Regions from separate parts of the Mus musculus genome. Here region 2 is linked to region 1. Evidence: chromatin contacts called from public Hi-C data. All regions are on one chromosome and are shown on one strand. The core of a region is the stretch at or near the end of the contact, and the rest is flanking DNA. Distances in the headings are between cores, read along the strand shown.

Region 1 (7,643 bases), core at 2,892-5,391:
GAAGACCTCAGAGAGAGGGTGCTGACAGCAGGCCGCAGAGGCTGCAGACACAACTCGCTTTAATTGCACCAGCAACTGCTAAGCAATTAGTGAAAAAGAAAAAGAAAGACAGCATTAGGGCAAAGAGGAATGGAACATGCAACCATGTGGAAATTCGCCATCCTTGACCTGAGGAGAGCGGGTTACTCATGGCAGCTGCGATGCGCCCAAACCTTGCACCTGAGCCCCAAGGCCCCTTTCCAGGCAGCAACAGTGAGTGACAGTCTAGTCTTCCCCTTGCCTTTACAGTTTTTATCTCCAATTTTCTTCCCTGTGGCCACAAACAAACTAAGGAAAGATGAAAGTCACAGATCAAGTGGGTGATTTAGCTCTTGGGTTCCTTGGGCAGAGCCTGTGCTTGCACAATACTGGAATATGAGCATCCATAAATACTAAGCAGTGGTTCATCAGAAGCATGCATGTACTGGGCCTGGCGGGTGGTGATGACAGGTCACTTCTGCAGGTGCCGTTTCCAAGTTGTATCCTTATTTTATCATAGTCAAGAAAGGCAATACAATTAAAAACTGCCAACAAAACCCAGAGAAAGTCAATTCTCAAATGTGACTTTGGGTGGGAAAAAAAAAAAAAGAAAAAGAAAGAAGAGCTAAAACAGTAAATCATCCTCAGTCAACAGGGAATTTGGAATAGTATCAGTAAGTATTGGTGTCTTTTGTGAGGAGAGAGCATAGAAGTCAAGGAGAGGAATAGTTCCTAAGGAAGATAAACGTTCAGGTATCCTCATTTCTCCACATTCACTATAAAATCACAAGCCTAGAAAGTCCCAGATTTTCTATAATGACCTAGATTTTAAAAACAGACCTGCTGGACCAGATGTGGTAGTGCCTGCCTACCATCTCAGCACTCAGGAGCTCTCTGAGTCTTAGACCAGCTTGAGTTATATGAAACTGTTTCACAAAACCCCAATGATAATGAATAAATCTAATGGTCATTTTATGTATGAGTTACCCCAAAGCCCCAGCACAGTGCTATCCAGCAACCAGTAAAGCAATTCAGGCAAAATTAAAGCCAAATAGAAAAGCCTAAAGGATAAAAACTGGGGCAGAGGTAGAGGGGAAGAAATCTCAACAGAGTATATCAAGTACAAAAGGCTGAAGAGGAAATGTCCTTGACATAGTTGAACACAGAAGTGTTCGCACTCCCCACCTCTGGGAATCCTTTCCCTGAATACTTACATTACAAATTATACACCCAGGGCTGGAGAGATGGGTTAGCTGTTAAAGGCTAGGCTCACAATCAAAATAAATCACATACCTATATTAGCTTTCTATGACCTAATCTCTGTTTTACTTTCTTCATAACACTTGTCATTACCTAACATTACATGTAACTGCTAAATTTTTATTACACTTATGCATTTATCTATTTAGAGAGAGCATGAGTCATGGAAGGTCGGAAGACAACTTGTAGGAGCTGGTTCTTCCCTTCCATTTTGTTGGTTCTAGAGACTGAACGTAGAGCCATAAGTGCCTTTACCTACCCACTAAGCCATCACTCTGGTCCCATGTAATTTTTTTTTAAAGATTTATTTATTATTATATATCTAAGTACACTGTAGCTGTCTTCAGATGCACCAGAAGAGGGCGTCAGATCTCATTATAGATGGTTATGAGCCACCATGTGGTTGCTGGGATTTGAACTCGGAACCTTCGGAAGAGCAGTCGGTGCTCTTATCCACCGAGCCATCTCTCCAGCCCCCTGGTCCCATGTAATTTATTTTATACCAAATTATATATTTATTTGATTCATCTCTTGTTCCCAGAATGGGATATATGTTCAATGAGGCTGAAGCCAGGGTCTTTCACGGGTCCATGAGGCTTCTTTCAGCAATTTAGGAAAGTGCATTTCACAGGCTTGCAGCTCCACACTAACGGGCAGTTAATGAGGAAAGCCTGAATCACAGCTTCCTTTCCCTCTCAGCTCATTGCCAGGCACTGATAAGGATTTGCAGAAGGAGAGTAAAGTTAGAGGGAAGGCAGACACCAGACCTACTAAAATCTAGGGAGTTGGATTGGATTTTCTTTTGCATTAGCAGCAGTGCCATGGAATACTTTTTCACTAAATCTTTTTTTGGGGGGGTTGTCGGGGTGGGGGTGGGGTACAGGGGGATAGTAGAACAAACAGCCTTGGCTGTTTGGAACTCGAGATGTAGACCAGGCTGGCCTTAAACTCAGGGCAGTGCCTCCCCCGGCTGGGATCAGTAAGTGATGTAAACAATTCTGCAGTTCATGAAGTCATCATGCAAACTGGTAACGCAATACTTCCCAAGATGCCCTCACGGGTCTGCCTTCTGCCTACTTCATTCCTTTCTAGCTTAAATGTCACTTTCTCGAGGGACATTTGCAGCAAAACAGCTATCAACATCCCTTAGCATTTCTGACCAAATAAAGACTCAACAGCACAGATCTGAATCCAGTCCAGGTTCCTGACTTAACTTCTCTTGTTCAGCTTTCCCATCTGTAAAGGAACAAGAACAATACCTCACTTATGGGATGACAGTAACAGTAACTGTTCTTACTATGTGCCAGGTGTAAAGTAAATATGACAGAACTACCTTTTCAATCTAGGTATGAGGTCATGCATTTACTTCTCTCAGCTTTTCTATATGTTTAAAACTTTATGTAATCCACAATGTTTGGAAAATTGTCTTGGTAAAGCTTTCAATTGACTACTAGTCTCTTTAAAGGAGGTACGAATCTACTACTAAAAGAACTGATAATAAATACCTGCTTTTAAATCTCTAAAAGGAGGCTGAAGAGACTGTCAACCATTAAGAGAAATCACTGGTTGCTATCCCAGGACCTGGGTTTGATTTCCAGTACCCACATTGGGATTCACAACCATCTGCAGGCACAGTCCCAGGAGATCCAATGTCCTTTTCTGGCCTGGTACTACCTACATGTATGTGGTACACAGACAAACATGTGGGTAAAAACCTATATGCATAAAATAAAAATTAAAGTACTAGGCGTTTAAAATACTTATTTAAAATGTATTGTTTATAAATACTTCTTCTGGGGCTGGAGGGATGGTTCAATGGCTACGAGCACTGGTTGCTCTTGAAAAGGACCCAGGTTTGATTCCCAGCACCTTCCTCCCATTACTTTAGTTTCAGGATGCACATGATACAGAGACATACACTCATACATGAAATAAATGTCTAACAGTAAATATATATCTATAAAAAGTTTCTCACAACTCTTTTTAATCCGCTCCTTTCCAATCCTCTACTTCTTATGAATATGCAGCAGAAGCTAACACACGCTTCTGAGAATTCTGATTTTTCACCCTGAGTCAAATTTCCCAAAGCTTAGCACTGAAGCCTTCTGTTCTATCAGCTGCGCCAGGCTCCCTGCCTCTCAGTGTGGTCGAGGGAATACCCAAACCTGCAAGCTGATCCGAGCCTCCAGCAGAATGGGTTCCACACACCTGAGTTCTATACTCTGTGGTCTAACCTCTCTCCACCAGCTCTAGAAAAGCAGTTCACACTCAGTGGGCTGCAGTCAGGTTGGCTCAGGTAAAGCCAGGAAGCCCTGTCCTCCAACTCTCCTCACTAGCAGCTGAAGAGCTTCCCTTTTAACCCTTTCTTCATTTCCTTTCAGATATGTTTCCTTTACTCACATTTAATTGTAAGCTGTGAATCAATTACATCATTCTTTCTACTAAACTATGTTCATGAACTAGACTTTCAAGACATAGCCAGAAGCCACGTGTGTTGGTTCACACTTTCACATTTGTAATTCCAGCACCTGGGAGGTAGAGGCAGAAAGCTTTCATTACATAAGGAGTTTGACGCTGTAGCCTGGGCACTGTGAGAAACTCAAAAGAGAATAGAGACATTGGGCAGTGGTGTCGTACACCTTTCATCCCAGCACTTAGGAGACAGAGGCAGGCAGATGTCTAAGTGTGAGGCCAGCTGGGTCTACAGAGAGAGTTCTGGACTACACAGAGAAACTCTGTCTTAGAAGCAAGCAAACAAAGCACGTATTCTAAGTGGTGGTCAAGTTTCCTCACTGGCACACTATGCCCAGCAGGTGCTGGAACGAGCAGCAGCTGAGCAGTTGCGGACACGTGGGGCAGGCCAGGTCTCCTTTGAAATCGATTCTAAGCCAAGGACGATAAACATTGCATATGTGGACTATGAAGACACTATGTCAACAGCATGAACTCCGAAGTGCTGTGGGAAAAACCTAAGGCTTTTGTGGCTGCTGGGATAGCTTGCCAGTACACTTCCCCACGTGCATCCCTTCATGAGACAGTTCCTTCATCTACCTGGTGTGAAACTGGGACAAGTCCTGCACAAACCACCTAGGAAGGACTGAGAAGCCGGGAGGATCTTCTGGTGGCATCTGGTTGTTGCTCACTCATGTTGGGCTATGATGAATTACACACCACCTTTTATTTACAAGAGGAAAATGGCTTGATGAAAACAACTGCGGTCTTGCAGCAGAGGGACAGTGAGGCGCAGTGCACAAAACCAAGATCAATGGCTTTGCAGGTCTGCTGTGGAGACAGCTGTGTTCTGCTTCTTCAGTGCACACATTAACTGTTTCCACCTAAGATACCTACAGTGTCCTTTGAGTCACTGCCATCAATTTAGAATTAAAACAGTTGCAATAAATACGTACATACCAAAAACCCAAAAAAAGAACGAAAGGGGGTGAGAGGGAGAGGGAATGGGAGGTAGAGCAAGACAGCTAGAATTTGTCTCTTAATAGTCAGCTGTCCTGTCATCATGGTCATCTACTTAGAATATATTACTAGGACAAGATGGGAGGTGGAGATGAGCTGCTCTGGAACTCAAAGACCACACACACACACACACACATACACACACACACACACAAATGCGTGTGCACACCCCCCCCACACCAGACAAATCACATAAAACTGCCTTTTATTTCCAGTAATGTAGAAAAATCTAAATTTACTGACCTCAACTTCTCCCTTATAACAATGGCCCAACAACTTAAGGAGACCAGGGAAGCAGTAGCTCAACATGCAATATACAAGTGACTTTTATAATTATCTCGAGGTAATGGGTCACACAAGCAGCTTCTCTCACCAAAGCACATCTCTTCTTGGTGTCAGTAGAGCAATCAATCATTATGAGAACATACATTTGCTTCCTGTACTAGTTTGGAATTGTCTTCATAACTCTTTAAAACGTAGGTTGCTACTCTCTTCTTTAGATAATTAGATACCACAAGTAAGCTCATCTCTTACTTTGTATAGTAAGTATTCTGTGTCCCTCTGGACACAGATAGACAGACAGACACAGACATGTACCCAAACATACACTACCTGCTTGTGATTGTTGGGTTTTGGCAGGTTCTGCTTTTAAATGGAAAACTCAGGTTACAGTTCAATTATGCTGTTTCTTACATTACTGCCAAGAGACAAAGCCTGACTCCTACTTGTCCAGCATCATTAGTAAAATGCCAGAATTTAATCTAATGTATGAGACTTAGCTCAGGCAGGAACTTCAAAAACCGGGTGTAGCTGTATTCTGATTGTTTAGGAGTAAAATCTGAGTCTCCTGTGGGTGTTACATTTATGTAATGGTGCCATCACACTAAATGACAGAGGGGCCAAGCACGGCAGTGAGATGAGCCATGTTGAAATGACAGTCCTGGGTGATAAATTAACTCTCACCCCTTTTCTAGCTTTATGTTCAAAGTCTCTTTGAATGTATATGTGAAGGTTGATATGAAATCCTCAGTACAGGGATTGTAAGCGTGTGAAACTACACCAAGCCTTTCCACTTCTGGAGCAAGACTTGGGTTCTTAGGCCTTGGAAGAAAGCACTTTATCAAATGAGCTAACTCCCTAGCTCTGTTCTAAACAGTTTCTATGTGTCATTTTCACTTCTAGGTGGTTCCTGAATATGTCATGTACCAGGGAGGAGCAACTGGGTTAAGGGACCAATTGAGGCAAGGAAAAAAATGTCTATGTGGACGGTGCATGACTGGTAAGACAGCAGGGACGAGCAATTAAACAGTCAGTCACAGTCAGATGTGTAGCATCTGTGGCCTTTGGTTAAGTTATTTTTGTGTAGTGCTAAGGGTGCAGCTCAGCTGGCATAGTGATGGCTTACGATGTACAGAACCCTAGGTTCAATCCCCAGCACGGCTTAAACTGGGCATGGTAGAGCAGGCTTGGAACCCTAGCACCTGGGAGGTAAAAACCAGAGTTTTTATTAGTTGAGTTATTAGGGGACTTTAAAATATAGCATCAGTGACAGTGGCCTACACTCATGTTCCTGTGGAAGCTCACAAGTTCATACAAAGCCAAAAATTTCCATGAAAAAAAATGTACTTATGTGTACATTCTGTAGGCTTCAGCCATCTGTGTCCTATTCTTTGTTCCTCTAAATTAGTGAATTAAAAGTCCTAACCTAGATATTGTGGTTCATGTTTGTTAAGGGTCTGAGGCAGGAGGATTACTGTGAGTTTGAGCTTGAACTATACAATGAGGGCCTATTTCAAAAGAAAAACAACAATAACAACCCAATTTCTTCTTCATAGGCTTTTTTTTCTTCTTCATAACCATCTTTCTCTCTCATTTTAAATGGTTATGGATGCTCTGCCTGCCTGCATGTATGTCTGTGCACCAAGTATTTGTCTAGTGGCTGTAAAGGCCAGAAGAGAACACAGGATATCCTGGGACTGGAGTTCCATACAGTTATAAGACACCAAGGGGTGCTGGGACTCCAACCTGGATCCTCGGAAAGAACAGACAGTGCTCTGAAATACTGAGCTACTGCCTTGCCCCGCCGTCATCTCATCTATTTTTATTCCTTTTCCCTGGCATCTCACTGCAAAATCTTTTCCATCTCTGTTCTTTTCCTCCTCTTCTCTAAAACTGTGCATAATGTACACAGATGGGCGGAAAATTTAAGAGACAATCCCCTGTAAAGAAGGGCCTGAGTTTTCTGTGTTAGGATCTAAATCATGAGTATGGAAGCAGTCTGATTTTAGGAGTTGTATATAAGGGTTTCCCCATATAAGTAAAGGAACACGGACAATAAATAAACTATTTAAATGGAATGGCATCTGATGCTACAGAAAGCCAAAGGATCCCCAGCTAAAAAGAAAACAAAACAAAGACTTGGGAGATAAGCAGCAGGCTAAGTTTAGGAGTAGATGGCTACTGAGCTCTAAAACAGCATCTCCTGTGAGATCTGTCTCCAGACGCTTCTTGTCTGCACTCTCTGCTAGTCATCTGAACTTCAGTGTAGCCTGCTTTAATCTGTGTTGCATTGTGGACATCATTACCTATCTTGTTTCAGCACAACAAGGTGAACAGGGGAGAAAGGTAGAATATTAAATGATTTATCTGTGAAGACACAGAGCACTGGAAAAGGTCAAACTAATTCATTTATTCAATAAATATTTACTGAGCAACTACTGTGTGCCAGAAACAAAATGGATGTAGTCTATATTCTTATGGAGTTTATACCCTTAAAAACTGAAGGGAATCTCACATCAATCTCACATCGTAGTAATGCAATGCATGCCCATCTTTTTTTAACCAGATACTGAGATTCTCTATTCTTTTTATGTCTGTCTGTCTGTCTTTCTTCC
Region 2 (7,643 bases), core at 3,050-5,549, 85 kb after region 1:
AGGGACAAGATTTTGTGAGCTGGTTCTTGCCTTCTACCTTGTTTCAGGGCAGGATCTCTGTTACTTCTACTGCATTCCTAAGTTTCTTCTCTCCTCTCACCTTAGGAATGCTGGTGCTGTGCCTGAAGATGTGAGCCACCACATTTGACTTTTTACGTGGTGATGGAACTCAGGTGATCATGATTGTGTTGCACACCTCTACCCTGTTTGTTTGTTTGTTTGTTTGTTTGAGACAGAGTCTCTCTACATAGCCCTGACTGTTCTGGCACTCACTATGTAGAACAGGTTGGCTTCCAAATCACAGAAGTCCATCTGTTTCTGGAGTGCTGAGATTAAAGATATGTACCTCCATACCCAGCTATTTTTAATTTGCTATAGAATTATTCCTGTAAAGGTCACTGCTGACTTCCATGCTGCTAAATTAAATGATCAGCTCTTGGTTTTTATCTTAATTATGCTATCCTAGAGAATTTGACAGGCTGTCCCTGCCTCTCCAGTAAATGCTGGGATTAAATTAGGGATGTGCTATCACACCTGGCTAGCCCATTTATTTAGCATATATATTTTTATGGTGTTAGGGATCAAATCCAAAGTCTCCCATATGGTAAGCAAATGCTCTAGCATTGAGCTACATCCCTAGCCTGACAGAAATGTCTATAGCTCTGTCTTAAACATGGTCCCCACTTAACTTCTAGGATATCATTTTCTTCCTAGTTTTCCTACTTTCTTGGCTGTTTTTCATCTTCCAGCCTTAGTTGTATTTACAAGCTTGTTGCTCTCCTTCAATGTGAGTAATAGAAATCTATCTGTAAAGATTTTCCAAGGTCCTGGAAATGCAAATCAAAACACAAGGAAGATGGCTCAGCAAGGCAAGGCACTTGCTGGTAAGCCTGATGCCCTGATTTCAATATACACAGTAGGAGAGAACAACTCCAGATAAAGAAAGTTGGTCTCTCACTTCCAAGCATGCACTGTGACATATGCCCCACGACATTTCCACGCACAAGGAATATATATATATATATATATGTATGTGTATATATATATATATATATATACATACATATATATATATATATATATATATATATATATATATATATATGCACACACAAATCGCCACACCATTTCATACTAAGATGGCCTAATGAAAAGGTGGCGAAGGTATGAGGCGCCAGGCCCCTCTGCACTGCTGATGTGATGTAAAGTGCCACAGCCACAGTGGAAAATAGTTTGAAGGCTCCTTAGAAGGTTCAGCAGAGAATTATCATTATCCCCAGCAACAGAAAAGAAATTAAAAGAATCTCAAATGGGTATTTGCACACTAATGTTCTAAGCGACACCAACAGTGCTATAACTGATGAATAAAAAAATATGAAGAATCTATCTCCATCAAAGTATTTTCCAGTCTGAGAAAGACAGGAAATGCTAAGACATTCTATAAGATGCGAAAACTATGGAAATATGATAAATGAAATAAGACACAAAAAGATAAATTCTTCATGATTCTACTTAAAAAGGTACTTAGAACAGGCAAAGCCACACAGATAGGAAGTAAAATAGGAACCAGTTAGCTAGCTAAGAGGGTAAAGGCACTTAGCAAGCAAAAGGCTGTCCATAAATAAAAAAATGTAGCGAAGATACTAGATGCCCTCTTACCTCTATAAAGTTGCCTTATAACCTCCACACATACACCATGACTTACATGCTTGAGCATATGCAAGCACACATGGTGGAAAGAAGGAAGAAAGGAAGGAAGGAAGGAAGGAAGGAAGGAAGGAAGGAAGGAAGGAAGGAAGGAAGGGGGAAAGGGAAGGAGGGGGGAAGGAGGGAGGAAGGAGAGGGGCTGGAGAGATAGGACCTAGTTTGGCTCCTAGCACCAAGGCAGCACACAACTGCCTATAACTCCAGTTCCAGGGGATCCAATGTCCTCTTTTGACTTTCATGGCTCCTGTACATAGGTAGTACATATACATACACTCAAAATTTAAAACAGAAATGAAACATTTTTAAAAATGAAAATAAGTAGCTGGGCATAGTTTAATCCCAGCACTAGGTAGGCAGGTGGGTCTCTGTGAGTTGGAGGCCAGCATGGTCTACTGAATGAGTTCTAGGACAGCCAGGGCTACATAGTGAGACCCTGTCTCAAAAAGCAAGCCTCCCTCCCCCAACAAAAAAAGTGAAATAGTAGTTATACCAGGGACTAAAAGGGGAGGGGAAACAAGTAATGATTTAATCGGTGCAGGTTGGCAGTTAGGATACTAGGTAGTGATGGTAACTATACTCCAATATATTTAATGTCACTGATCCATAACACATAAATGTGCTTAAAATGGAAAAGTATCTTATATAAGGTTTATCACAATAAAAATAAAAGTTTAAAAATTAAGGTTAGGTGCTAGAGAGCTTGGTTAGGGGTGAAGGGTACCTCCTGCTCTTTCAGAGGATTAGAATCTGTTTCCAGTACCAATATCAGGCAACTCAACTGCCTGTAACTCTAGCTCCAGGGGGTCTGATGCCCCCTTCTGGCCTCTAGGTACCTGCACACACAAGACATACTTACACATAAACATACATTTAAAAAATATTTCTTGGGGGCTGGAGAGATGGCTCAGAGGTTAAAAGCACTGACTGCTTCCAGAGGTCCTGAGTTCAATTCCCAGCAACCACATGGTTGCTCAAAACCATCTATAATGGGATCGGATGCCCTCTTCTGTTGTGTCTGAAGACAGCTACAGTGTACTCATATAAATAAATAAATAGTTAAAAAATCAAATATAAATAAAATTAAATAAAAAATATTGCTCTATTTTCTGTGAAACTCAAGATAACTCAAACAAGCAATAGGATGAATATTTATACACCATCCAAAGAAACATAAATTTGATACTCATTTGCTGAGAAATGATAGTAAAAAAACAAGGTTTTTATTTTTCATAATTAAAGTGTTTCCAAAACAGAAAAAAAAAAAAAAAAAAAAAAAAGCCAAACCATTTCGTATGGCTAGTAAGAGCACAGCAATTCAGAAGAGAGCAGTCTGGTGTCTGAGTCAAGAAGACCCAGGCAGCACTGGTCAACCTTGTGTACTGTGACAAGCATAATGCAAACTGTGTACCAAGGCTCTGGTGAAGTTATTTGACACAGCCTTGGATGAGGTTTGCCAGAAACAGCTATATTCATGTGAATTTGAATTCATTTTTGGTACTTGCATGTCTAGAAACCTTTTATACTGCTAAATTTCTCTAAACCCCACATTCACTTTCAAAGTCCCAAAAGGAGAGGCTGTGACTCAATTCGTCAGAAGTTGAGTTTGCCTCTGTACCTGGCTTCCTAGAATGTTTCAAAGCCCTATTACATGGCTTCATCTTGTTCTTCCTTCAGGACTTTGTTCAAATGTCAATTCTGACATAAATCTCTCCCGACCCCACTATTTAAAAATCAGCGGTAGAGTGCTTGCTGCTTGCCAAGAATGCACAAGGCTCTGGTTCAATAATCAGCACCAACAAAAATAAATAATGAAAACATAAGGAAATCACAGCACCAATTACCCTATAAATTTAGCACTTTGAACTTCTTTCCTACCTTATCTTTTTCCATAGTACTTACCATGATCTGATAACATATATTTATATTTTTTGCTTCTCTTCACTAAGATGAAAGCTTCAAAAGGGCAGACATTCCCACACCCACCCTTGGAGGGAGGGCTAGGAGATGGCTCAGTGCCTAAGAGCATCTGCTGTGAAAAAAACAGGGCTCAAGTACAGGAAGCTTCAAGTTCAGTGGAAAATGGTCTCAGAAAGTAAGGAGACTGATAGAGGAAGGCACCGGATGTTCTCTGCCCCTCTCTCTGCTAGGATCAGACACAACATACATTAGGCAATCAATGAATAGTTGTTGAATGCTGTTGGCACCGTCCCAGCAGCTGGGATCATGAGCCTTTTACCACAACTTCCACTGAACTTGAGAGTGTTCACAAGAAACAGAAATGAGGAACAAAGCAGAAGTCTAAAGAGAAGTCCATTTGGATAAGTCTTGTATCTCTCAAGAATATAATAACCCTTGCCCTTGAGGTCTGGACACGAAGGGCCACATTACACACTAAGCAGTGCTTAGTTGGCCCGGTAATGTGGGCCTCTAGTCCCAGCTGCTGGCAAGATTGAGGCAGGCAAGCACAAGTTACAGAGAGAGTTTAAAGAGAGCCTGGGCAACTTACTGAGACTGTATTAAAGTAAAGTATAAGCAAGGCTGGGGCTGTAGCTCAGAGGTGATCGATCAGCATGCACAATGCCCTTGGTTCAATGCCCAGCACTGTGGAGGGGTGGAGGGAAAGAAGGCTTTGTATCTTTGGTCTGAGATTTACAAAGCAGCAACTGCAGCGGCTCAGCAAGAATCAATTCGCAAGGGTAATGAACACAAATAAACTCTAATGTCACATCCAGTTTAGATGCTAAGCTAAGGGTCACTGATAGAGCATAATAAATAGGTCGGGAAATATGAGCTTTATAATCAAGGAACAATCCAAATTTGGGCACAGACTCTGGCAGGTGCTTTTATTTTGGTCTGTAGAGACTTTTATCACGAGTTCCAGCCCGAGGAGCAGCAGAGGTGGGCCTACCTCTCTTTCATGCCTCATAACTTTCATAGCTGTCTAACATAACAAGTAATTAACTGCCAAACAGCTATTTCTTCTCCTCTGAGGGGAAACTGCTCACCAGTCATTTAGAAAACATTGTTTTGTCATTTTCCAAACAGAGAGGAAAAAGGTTAGTACCTTTTGGCAACTACTACTGATTTAGAGCCAAATAAAAATTTCTGCCCAACTCGGCAAGGCCCCACTTCATCCTTTTGTTAAAATGATCAATAACTTCTTAATTATGTCACTCTTCCCAACAGATCCCCAGGTGAATTGCATATATACACACTGCACTGTGTGTGTGTGGCCATGTCTGTGTGTGTGGTGGTAGTGCCTGAAACAGGGCCTTGCACATGCTGGCCAAGCACTATCAATGAACTATAGCTCTAGCCTATAACTTATAAAAATCTTTTTCCTGTTTCCTGATGACTAATAGCAAAAGCAAACACTTAAGAAACAATTCACCCCCAGCCAACCCCCCCACACCCCATACCCCCCCACACACACGCAGATGCACAGCTTGGTCTTCATGTGGGTTCCCCAACAACTGGAGCAGGAGCTGTTCCTGAATCTACGGCATGCCTGCGGATCCCATTCCCCTAACTGGGCTGCTATGTCTTGCCTCAGTGGGAGAGGATGCACCTTGTCCTGCAGTGACTTGATGGGCCAGGGTGAGATAATACCCAGGGGTCTCTCTTCCTCTTCTCGAAGGAGAAGGGGAGGGGGGAAATGGGGGAAGAGCTGTATATAGGGGAACTGGGAGGGGAAGGGGGGCTGATATTGGGATGTAAAGTAAATAAATAAATGAAAGCAAAGAAAACAATTCACTAACAAGAATATATATTTGCTGGGGAGAAGGGACACAACTAGATAATCTATGAATCAGGCTCTGATTTAAGAGCATCAAAGCACTAGGCTGGCATGCTTTTAACCCGAGCACTCAGAAGGGAGGTAGGAGCAAGTGGATCCCGGTACACAGAGCTAGTTTTTCCTAGGACAGCCAGAGCTGTACAGAGAAACCTTGGGCTGAAACGAACAAAATGAAAACCAACCAAACAAAAAAATCTCTACTACTATCTAAGCAGCACAGATGTCAGGCTTAGTAGCAAACTCCTTTGTCAACACTGAGCCATCTTGCCAGCTCAATAGCTCTTTACTTGACAATGAACATAAATTTCCTAGATTTCCTTACATACCAGCAGTGGCAATGAAGGCCTTTTATGCCAGCACTGAGGAGGCAATGGCAGATAGATCTGTATGTATTCCAGGCCAGCCAAGACTACATAGTGAGATCTTGCCTCAAAAAAAAGAGAGACGGAGGGAGGGAGGGAGGGAGGGAGGGAAGGAAGGAAGGAAGGAAGGAAGGAAGGAAGGAAGGAAGGAAGGAAAAATATTTACTTATATAATTATCCACTCATCAATAAATATTTGGGTGCCTAGTATAAGCCAGACACCATTGTAGATACTAAAGGAAATGATAAAATTAGCCATAGATTCTGCTCTCAGGTATTTGAGAGTCCACTAGATATGTGTGTTAAGGATCAGAAGTGAAGACACAGGTGTGTTTTGTGTTTTCTGTGGTTGTTGGCTTAAGCCCAGTAAACATGCTGTATGAGCCCTGTACCACTGAATATACCTCTGCCCAAGAGACCGTTAAAGAAGCCAAAGTTGCTGGGCATGGTGGTACATGCCTATAATGCTAGCATTCTTCAGGCTGAGGCAAGAGGATTGCAGGATTGGAAAGTTCCAGCCTGGGTAACATCGTGAGACCTGAGAGTCTATGAGAGGTGTGGGAAGAGAGACTACCTTTCAGGGCTTGAAGAAGGGAAATATAATCTCTAGTCAGAAGAGATTCCATGTCTTTGGAGAATAATAATAGACACTATCACACTCAATCACTAAATATGTGCCACACTCATGTATATGTATTTTATTTTCTAAATCTCTGGACAATTTGGGATAGGCATGGTAGCACACTTTTGTGAGACAGAGTTTGTCTGTAGCCCTGGCTGTCCTGGAACTCACTTTATCAACCCAGCTGGCCTCAAACTCACAGAGATCTGTCTGCCTCTGCCTCTTGAGTGCTGGGATTAAAGGCATTGGCCACCACCACCCAGCTCTGTAGCACACACTTTTTAATCCCAGCAATTGAGAATTAAAAATAAGTGAATCTCAGTAAGTTCAAGGCCGTGCAGGTCCATAAAGCAAGTTCTATGCCACCTAGTACCATCCTGTGTCAAAAACAAAACAAGATACTAGAGACTTGGCCCCATGCTTAAGAGCACTGGCTGCTCTTCCAGAAGACTTGGGTTTAGTTCCTAACACCCACATGTTAGTATACAGCGTCCGTAGCTCCTGTTGCAGGGGCTCTAACATCTGGCCTTAGGGGGCACTCATGCAGTGGAGCACTGACACACTTGCAGACAAACCAGCCATACACATAAAGTAAAACAAAATAAACAACAAAACTTGCTAAACTAAGTATCATTACCCTACTTTCAATGATGCTCTTAAAGAAGCTAGAAGAAGTCATATTCTTCTCCCTAAGAGGACTGCAATTCTATTCTTGGTGTCAATCACTAGATAGGGGAACCCAGTAGAATCTTTCTCAGCATAATTCCTTGAAGATAGGATCTGGTCTGTTACAAAAGCCTTAGCATTAAATAGACTAATGGTCAGAAAGCTGGCACAAGAGAAATGGATTCTGTTGGGAAGAAATAGAATAATCAATGACCTTGGAGATTTCAGACAAATCTGAGTTTCTTTTGAAGGCAAGGATATAAATAGCACAAACAACACAGACCTGTAAAAACAAAGGCCACCAACTCAAAGCCAAGACTGAAAACTTGTTAGGTCTGGAGAACTGCTCACAACCACAGCTGCTAATGGTTATGGATTTGGCAATCAAAATGTCTTTGTTAAAAAAAGTTTTAACTGCCTTGCTATTGAGGTTACAAACCACAGCCTTGATGCATTGTTGCAGTCAACATCCTCCCTGCTGCTCTGGAGC

The links. Hi-C and Micro-C count contacts between places; a contact is called where the count stands out from the background.
Region 2: a Hi-C map of liver shows a contact between it and region 1, with 1.8 times the contacts expected there. The contact joins two enhancer-like sites. A contact is called at or near these places in 5 of 15 datasets of contacts at CTCF or cohesin (CD8 T cells, the G1E-ER4 cell line, the NIH/3T3 cell line and 2 more), 127 of 484 Hi-C or Micro-C datasets (the AML12 cell line, B cells, the BV-2 cell line and 64 more), 14 of 115 datasets of contacts at active chromatin or transcription factors (the 230-238 cell line, CD8 T cells, the HPC-7 cell line and 6 more) and 3 of 9 other capture datasets (adipose tissue, embryonic stem cells and liver).

What each region holds. Positions count from the first base shown.
Region 1 is chr9:65,756,055-65,763,697 of GRCm38.p6, forward strand. All of the region lies in intron 2 of Zfp609 (zinc finger protein 609), which reads right to left. Among named protein-coding and RNA genes, the nearest start is that of Zfp609, 68 kb to the right of the region's middle. Within about 2 kb of position 4,142, at least 11 of the 459 cell types and tissues checked have an H3K27ac peak or open chromatin away from gene starts, as enhancers often do. A contact at or near this core is called in hepatocytes and liver, where this site is marked.
Region 2 is chr9:65,840,747-65,848,389 of GRCm38.p6, forward strand. All of the region lies in intron 12 of Trip4 (thyroid hormone receptor interactor 4), which reads right to left. Among named protein-coding and RNA genes, the nearest start is that of Zfp609, 17 kb to the left of the region's middle. Within about 2 kb of position 4,300, at least 46 of the 459 cell types and tissues checked have an H3K27ac peak or open chromatin away from gene starts, as enhancers often do. A contact at or near this core is called in hepatocytes and liver, where this site is marked.